3 separate regions of the Sus scrofa genome follow, and regions 1 and 3 are each linked to region 2. The links are chromatin contacts, called in public HiChIP or PLAC-seq maps. All regions are on one chromosome and are shown on one strand. Each heading gives the region's core, a stretch centred on a gene start, on an enhancer-like site or on the middle of the called end of the contact. The rest is flanking DNA. Distances are from core to core; before and after follow the strand shown.

The links. HiChIP or PLAC-seq counts read pairs in DNA pulled down with a chosen protein or histone mark.
Region 1: an H3K27ac HiChIP or PLAC-seq map of alveolar macrophages shows a contact between it and region 2. The contact joins two enhancer-like sites.
Region 3: an H3K27ac HiChIP or PLAC-seq map of alveolar macrophages shows a contact between it and region 2. The contact joins two enhancer-like sites.

Annotation. Positions count from the first base shown.
Region 1 is chr5:28,982,884-28,985,583 of Sscrofa11.1, reverse strand. The region is part of intron 2 of RASSF3 (ras association domain-containing protein 3); the gene reads right to left. Among named protein-coding and RNA genes, the nearest start is that of RASSF3, 34 kb to the right of the region's middle. Within about 2 kb of position 1,338, at least 4 of the 83 cell types and tissues checked have an H3K27ac peak or open chromatin away from gene starts, as enhancers often do. A contact at or near this core is called in alveolar macrophages, where this site is marked.
Region 2 is chr5:29,138,217-29,140,916 of Sscrofa11.1, reverse strand. It overlaps GNS (N-acetylglucosamine-6-sulfatase), which reads left to right. Exons shown (of 14, transcript XM_021091947.1): 12 at 1,059-1,169. Among named protein-coding and RNA genes, the nearest start is that of GNS, 51 kb to the left of the region's middle. Within about 2 kb of position 1,411, at least 3 of the 83 cell types and tissues checked have an H3K27ac peak or open chromatin away from gene starts, as enhancers often do. A contact at or near this core is called in alveolar macrophages, where this site is marked.
Region 3 is chr5:29,008,763-29,011,462 of Sscrofa11.1, reverse strand. All of the region lies in intron 2 of RASSF3 (ras association domain-containing protein 3), which reads right to left. Among named protein-coding and RNA genes, the nearest start is that of RASSF3, 60 kb to the right of the region's middle. Within about 2 kb of position 1,427, at least 10 of the 83 cell types and tissues checked have an H3K27ac peak or open chromatin away from gene starts, as enhancers often do. A contact at or near this core is called in alveolar macrophages, where this site is marked.

The DNA of each region.
Region 1 (2,700 bases), core at 89-2,588, 160 kb after region 2:
ATTCAGGATAAGAGAAAATTTATAAGCTATGAAATCTGAGCCTGGTCGAAGGATGTTTGCCCTCTGGCTATCGAAGGAATAGAATGAGTGTTCCCTGATGGCTCAGGGGGTTAAGGATCTGGCACGGTCACTGCTTCGGCGTGGGTTCGATCCCTGGCCCAGGAACTTCTACATGCTGTGGGTGCAGCCAAAAAATTAATCTAACTCACATCCTCACAGAGACAACGTTGGGTCCCTAACCCACTGAGCTACAGGGGGAACTCCTCATCTCCCAATTCTAATGAATGCATTGGAACCACAAACAGAAAGTGTCACACATCTCTCCACCGGACAACTATGATGGGGAGATAATTGCTGGAAATGACTGGTGTGATGCTATTAACGCCAGATCAGGGGAGGCTGCCAAGGGCTTGGCTTTTTCACCCCTGATGGTAGCCAAAAAACACAGGTGTCTTAAAGAAAAGAAAGTACAGAGGAAAGTGTTGAATGACCAGGAAATGTACAGGCTGAAGCCTCAGCCCATCTCCAGACAGAACTCACTGGAGGGCTCCCTCCTCCGTTGCCAGGTAACAGTGAGGCTTCAGAGCTGCCTTCAGGTTGGGGCGGGGAGGGTGTCCTCATTTCCCATTGCCGGGTGGCCTCACGGTCCGCTGAAGCCCTTGTCTTGAAAACCTGACAGTCTACTCTGTGCAGGAGGTCAGGGCCCAGTCTCTGTGGTGTGTCATTATAAACACAGAGCAGGACAAACTCAGACATGACATTCCCCAGGCGCCTCTTCCGCAAGCCAGTTACCATCTGGAAGCCTGACTTTCAGGTGCTGCCTCTCTGTTCTCTCAGCCCTTTCCTCTGATGGGTTATTCCTGTTGCTGGAATTTAAGATTCTCTTTTCACTTCGGTAAAACTGGGTCTCCCCTCAGAGCATCCCGTGAGTTACGCTTTGCCTCCACAGCGCACACATTGGTGTATACATTTCTGGAGTCAGAGAGCCTCCTAAGGTATAAATATTTACATGTTTCAGGAAAATGCTTCCAGATGAAGTCACTGCCAACTCCTGGAACCATCCTCAGTGGCTTCTAAGGAGCTGAGAAGCAGGCAGAGTTCAAAGGATACAACCTTTTTTTGTTGTTTTTGGTTTTTTAGGGCTGCACCCGTGGCATATGGAGGTTCCCAGTCTAGGGGTCCAATCGGAGCTACAGCTGCTGGCCTACGCCAGAGCCACAGCAACACGGGATCCGAGCCATGTCTGCGACCTACAGCACAGCTCACGGCAACGCCAGATCCTTAACCCACTGAGCAAGGCCAGGGATTGAAACTGCAACCTCATGGTTCCTAGTCTGATTCGCTTCCGCTGCGTCACGGTGGGAACTCCCAAAGGGCGGAACCTTGAGTGAGGTCTTTAGAAACATCTTAACCCAGAATCTGGTTTGGTAGATGACTTGAGAACCCTTCAAGACCCTCCCCTGCGGCAGGCTTTACCAGGCTGTGATGAACTCCGCTGGAATGGCAGAATCCTTGCTTTTCCTTTTTAAAAATTTTATTATTATATTTATTTATTCATGCATTCATTCATTGATTTTGGCTGCACCCACGGCATATGGGAGTTCCTGGGCCAGGGATCAAATCCAAGGTGCAGCTGCAGCAATGCTGGATCCTTAATCCACTGCACGGAGCCAGGGATTGAACCTGCACCTCCGCATCAACCAAGCTGCTGCAGAGACAACACTGGATCCTTAATCTGCTGTACCACAGGCAGGAACTCCTATTTTTTATTTTTGGCCACACCCATGGCATGTGAAAGGTCCCAGGCCAGGGATTGACCCCCGTGCCACAGCAGCCACAATGCCGGATCCTTAACTGAGCCACCAGGGAATGCCAATCCTCACTTTTGCAATGCTACAGAGAACCCTGTGGGAAATGCCATGACGGATGTTAAGACAAAAGCAGTTAGATTCTTGCGGGGGCCGTTTATGTAGAAGAGGGGGTGTGTGCAGTGAAAGGCAGGCAGCTAAATGGCTCTTTAGACAATTTTTCCCTTTGTTTCTGGCTACCAGCTAGAAGTATGTCTCAATTTTCTAGTCAGCAACTTAAGCCAGATGCACACATGGTATCTCGACAAAGAAAGAGGCCAGTATGAAAAGATATTAAAATTCAAAACACACTTGGGAAACGGCCTTCTCCTCAGATTGCTTGGTCACAGAGAGAATTCCTCAATCAGAGATGAGGTCAAGTGATGGTGTCGCGTTCAGCCTTATCTGTCCCCTGATATTAATATGACACCCAGATGATACTTATCAAGGAGAAAAGGCTAAGCTAAAACATTTGTCCTCCTAACCCAGCAGCCACTAAGCATCAGCTTTAGGATGGCACCAAAATAAGCATTCTGAGGAGACAAGCCTATCATCAGCGCCTGTCCACTTTTCAACTAAATCTGTCATTGACAAAGATACATCCTGTGCTTGAGGTTCACGTTTCAAAGAAAATACTACATCCAGCAATCTATCCTCCAAAGCTTATACAACTTGTCGGGCAGAGTCTGAGAGAGCCAAGATCAAATCTGAGCCAACTAAGGCCAGAGTTAGAGGAAGCCACAGACATTCACAAGCTTGAGGATGAAGAAGGAAGTCAAATACACGATAGGCAGGTTCTGTGTTTTTAATGAGCAGATTGTCCCCTAAAGACTTTTTTTTTTTTTTTTTCTTT
Region 2 (2,700 bases), core at 162-2,661:
AACCCTGAAAACGTTGCTTTCGACCTACTGTCGAAACATGCTCTTCGCATGTATGTATCTGCCCATCTTCTCACTTTATCAGTAACGCTTTCTGTTTTCCTACCCTTCCCGTCCTTTGGCCTGTGGAGTTCCCAGGCCAGGGATCGGATCTGAGTTGCATTTGCAACCTAAGCCACAGCGGGCCAACACCAGATCCTTAACTGACTGTGCCAGGTCAGGGATCGCACCTGTGCCCCAGCGCTCTCAAGAAGCCACTGATCCTGTTGCACCACAGTGGGAACTCCGAAGTAACTTTTTATTGAGGGGCTCCCACCTGTAACCCTGCCATAATGAGTGTCTTGCTTTAGTGGCAGCCAAGCTGGTCATGGAGGTGCTAAGAGCGACATTAGCCTCTCTAGAGAAGAGGAAATAGCAGAGTCTATTACAAGTGGAAGCCTAATACCAACGTGTTAAGATATAGTAAAGAAGCAACCAAAAGATAGTAGGGAAGATGTGACGAAATAAGAGTTAAGTCATTGTTGCTTAAAAAGAACACTTGTAAACAACGTGCCTGCAGATGATTCCACAGAGTTCATTTTAGCCTTTTTCGCCAACGTTTAGGATAACAGAACCTAATATACCTTAGTAGTGACTTGTGTATATTAATTTCTTCTATTTCCAACACGTACGACAGGTCTCATTACCACTAATTCTTGCCAAGGGGTTAGCAGGCAGGGATGGCAACAGTCTACAAACAAAACAGCCAGACCTCATGTTCCTTAATTGAGTCAGCCCTCAGTAAGGAACAAAGCCTATCTTTTTTTTTTTTTTTTTGGCCAGACCCATGGCAGGCGGAAGTTCCCAGGCCGGGGATCAAACCTGAGCCACAGCAACAGCAGATCCCTAATGCACTGAGCCACCAGGGAACACTCCTGTTTTACCTACTTCTCTGGGTAAGGTTTCCTCATTTCTGTCCAGTTGTACATCTAGCTTGGGCCAACCTGGTTGCCCCCTAAAGGCAGGTCATATTTGTTACAGTAGAATAATGATCGTCATTTAACTCTGAAATGTCCCCACAGCAATGTTTCCCGGACTGTGTGTGTGAAGATGCGTATAACAACACCTATGCCTGCGTGAGGACCATGTCGCACCTGTGGAATTTACAGTATTGTGAGTTTGATGACCAGGAGGTAAGACAGCCTACTGCATCCTCCCGTGTGTCACCCCAGGGCTTTGTTGGCCAGGCTTTGTGGCAGAAGAGCAATTCCAAGGATGCTCCCTGGGAAAGATGTGTTTCTTATCTGTCTTTCCACTTATGATTCCTTCAGGTAGGGAGAAGGAATTTCATAAGGCTATGCTTGATTTGTCTGTCCTCCATGGGTGGGGTTTTCTTCACTCCCACCACCACCCACACATACCCTTGAAATGCACACAGTTTCCTGTTTCAGAATGCTTCATGCCTGGTCTGTTAACTTCCCTGATAGTTGGGGTGAGGTGGAGGTGGTGAAAGGCATGGAGGCCTTTCCTAGAAAGGAGTGGAGGAGTTCCCATTGTGGCACAGCGGAAACGAATCCAACTAGGAACCTTGAGGTTGTGGGTTCAATCCCTGGCCTCACTCAGTGGGTTAAGGATCCGGCGTTGCTGTGAGCTGTGGTATAGGTTGCAGACGCGGCTTGGATCTGGTGTTGCTGTGGCTCTGGCATAGGCTGGCAGCTACAACTCCGATTAGACGCCTAGCCTGGGAACCTCCATATGCTGCGGGTGCAGCCCTAAAAGGACAAAAGACCAAAAAAAAAGAAAGGAGTGGAGGTGAAAGGATTCAGGGCCTATCCCAGAAAGCTTGCTGGCAGCCACCTTGTTCAGCTCCTGCTGTCCCCACCACAGCCAGGTCCAGCGATGCTCAAATAGATGAGCAGTGACGGGTCAAAGCGTCCTTGGAGGAAGGTGGCTCTTGGCCAACCCAGATCAGTGTGAATTGTCTACAGATCACACAGACTCCTGTCCCTTGTGGTTTCATGCTGCCTATCGGCAAGTGCTCACCTCCTGTGCCTGGCCACCCACATCTTGCCATATGGAGCCGATGCTCGTGGTGTTTCTCAGAAATTGTTTATTTTTAGCTTATAAGCACTTTGGACAACAAGGAGGAAAGAAAGCTTCCCTCAGGCTCACTTCCTTCTTTATAAGTGATAATCTGAGGGCAACTACTGGAAGGCAAAATTTATATACATCTTTGTGGAGCCCATCTCTTTTAAATCCAATTTGGAGAAAGAAGTACAGATTGGGGGGAAATAGTGACATTAGACATGTCTAGTGTTAGAAATAATATTGTATCATTCATCAATTGGTGTCATATATCCCAGACTGCTTTTTAAAATAGAATGTGGAGTTCCCACTGTAGTGTAGCAGGTTAAGTATCTGACATTGTCTCTGTGGTGGTGCTGGTTCAATAACGCAGCCCGACACAGTAGGCTAAGTAGGTCACAGCTGCAGCTCGGATTTAATCCCTGGCTTGAGAACTTTCACATGCTGCAGGTGTGTCTCCCAAAAAATAAATAAATAGAAGAACTTAAGATTTTTATAGTACAGGTTACAGTCCTTTTATATCTATTCTCTTTTGAATTTTCTCAATTGTCAGGCAAAAATAAAACTTCAGATGTCAGCTCTCACTAGACCTTACAAGTCTAGTTTCTGAGACCTTGCCCTTTGAAGGTCTTGCCTTCT
Region 3 (2,700 bases), core at 178-2,677, 130 kb after region 2:
TGGCCTACACCACAGCCACAGCAACACAGGATGCAAGCCTCAACTGCAACCTACACCACAGCTCAGGGCAATGATGGGTCTACTGAGCAAGAGCAGGGATCAACCCTCATCCTCACAGATACTAGTCGGGTTTGTCACCGCCAAGCCATGATGGGACTTCCCTGCTCTTATTGTCTGATGAATTGCCCTCCTCCCCTTTGAAGACGCAGGCTGCTTTCCCAGTCTCTAGTTTTACCTCTAAAATTTTACACTTCTGTCTTTGAACGGTGGGATTCCCATGTGTATGAAATTAAATTTGCTTTTCTCCTGCTAATCTGTCAGTTTGATTATTAGACCAGCCAAGAGAACTTCCGAGGGATAGAGGAAAATTCTCCCCCATATAAATATGGAATATTTATCACAAATACAAGACAGAGGTCTGATGAATGTTTTTCAGTAAATAAGACTTGTAACCCAGAGCCCAAAATATCTGACTTTGAAATCTTTAAGACAACTGCTTTGGGTAAACATTAATGCTTTTTGTTGTTAAGGAAAGGTATTCCAGGGAGATATTGATCCTTCTTAAATACAGACAAAAACCTAGTGGTGGCTTCGGAATTTCTGTGGAGGGAGCCTTACCAGCAGCTTACACAGGGCTGCATAAACTGTACATATAAAAGAAGAGAATTGCTGGTGAGGATAGATTTCTGGAGGGAATAAAAGCGGCTCTCCTGTTCTCCTCTGGTGCTCTGTAACCTCCATTCTTTCCATATTAAGTACAAATTCAGACCTCACTATGTGCACAGTGCCAGGAAAACCAGGTAAATATAAAAGAAAATGTTAGATAAGTTCCCTGCCCTCCAAAAGCTTGTACTTCAATTGGTGAGAAAAACATGCCCCATGAAACAATTACGTAATAATGATAGACAGACTGTGCCAAGGCCATCATTAAATGCAGGAAGAATGTGTGAAAATATAAACCAAAGATCTGAAAATGTGAAGAGATGTGCTGAGTCATAAAGGAGAGAAACAAGAGGGTTCCCTGGCGGTGCAGCGGGTTAAAGATCTGATATTGTCACTACAGCGGCTCAGGTTGCTGCTGCGGTGTGTGTCTGCGAACTTCCTCATGCTGCAGGTGCCACCAAAAAATAAAAAATAAATAAAGGAGAGAGAGAAGCAGAGAAGAGAGTAGGAAGTTCAGGGATGAGAAGGAAGGTCACCCGCAAAAACTTAAGCGGGTGACCTTAATCAAATACTTGAAGATGAGAAAAGAAGTTGATCAGAGAGATGAGGGGTGAACGTGTTGAAACATAAGCCAAGGAGTTAAGACCTTAACTGCTAAGACTTTGGGAACTACCAGCCTGGGTCCGACATAGAGGAGAGGGTTGAGAGGCAGGGCAGGGGGCTTGTGTTGTAACACTAACCTGAGAAGAGCAGGCAAACAAGCTCAGCCACCTCTTGTGAAACTTCCTGTGGTTTTGTGAGAGCTTCATGCAGCTCAGAGAGGATAAGCCCTGGTGGGGCATTGGGAAACCTTAACTGTCAAATCCTTGAACTTTGTATCATTGACTGCCTTGGTCAAAAACAATCTAACAAAATTCAGTCTCCTGCTAAGCTCAAAAGAGGCAAGTGATGAGGACAGTTCAACAAGTTGGAAAAAACGTATGCAAAGGTGGGACCCAGCATGACCCCATCAAGATGTAGGACAATCATGTATCTTTGACTTTGCCAGCTGTTTTCTAGTTTACCATGATTTCGTATTTATTTATTTATTTGTTTATTTTCTTTTTCGGCCACACTCGAGGTATATGGAAGTTTCTGGGCCAGGGATCAAATCCAGGCTGCAGACTCAACCTGTGCCACAACTGCAGCAATGCAATGCTGGAACCCCTGATTTTTGGCTCTTTTCTTTTCTTTCTTTTTTTTTTTTTGCTCTTTAGGGCTGCACCTGCAGCATATGGAGGTTCCCAGGCTAGGGGTCGAATAGGAGCTACAGCTGCCGACCTGCACCACAGCCTCAGCAATGCAAGATCTGAGCCACGTCTGCGAGCTACACTAGAGCTCATGGCAACGCCAGATCCTTGACCCACTGAGCGAGACCACGGATGGAACCTGCAACCTCATGGTTCCTAGTTGGATTCATTTCTGCTGCACCACGACGGGAATTCCTGGACTTTTTTTAAAGCTACTACAACCATGATTTAATGTTTCTTTCAACAAATATCTCATGATTCTCTCCGGGGTTTTAAACAATCATTATACGTCCTGAAAGTATATTCTACCTGGGGAGGTAATAGGGGGAGTGAGAAATTTTGTCTTCTGTATTCTTAGATCTGGAGCCCTACAAATTAAACTGACAAAAGACAGATTAACAGGAGAAAAAAAGTTATTACATAGACATCAGGCAGGTTTCCAGGAAAGAACTGAAAAGCCAAAGAGATGGAGAGACTAGGGCTTAAATATCTTTATATCAGTGTGAAGGGGGTTTAGTTAGATAAGGCTAAGGCAGGGAGGAGGGGAAGGTTGTAGGAAGGTCACCAGGAAATGTATGGTAAATAACAGCTGTTAGGAAGGTTTGTAAAGCAGACTCAAGTCATCTCAGCTGATAGTCTCCAGTCATTCTCCTCTTTATACCAAGGAGAGGAAAATGCTTTTACAAATGGAAATTTCCTTTATAAAAATGTAAATTTCCTTTACAAAAGGGAAGTTTATACTCTGGTT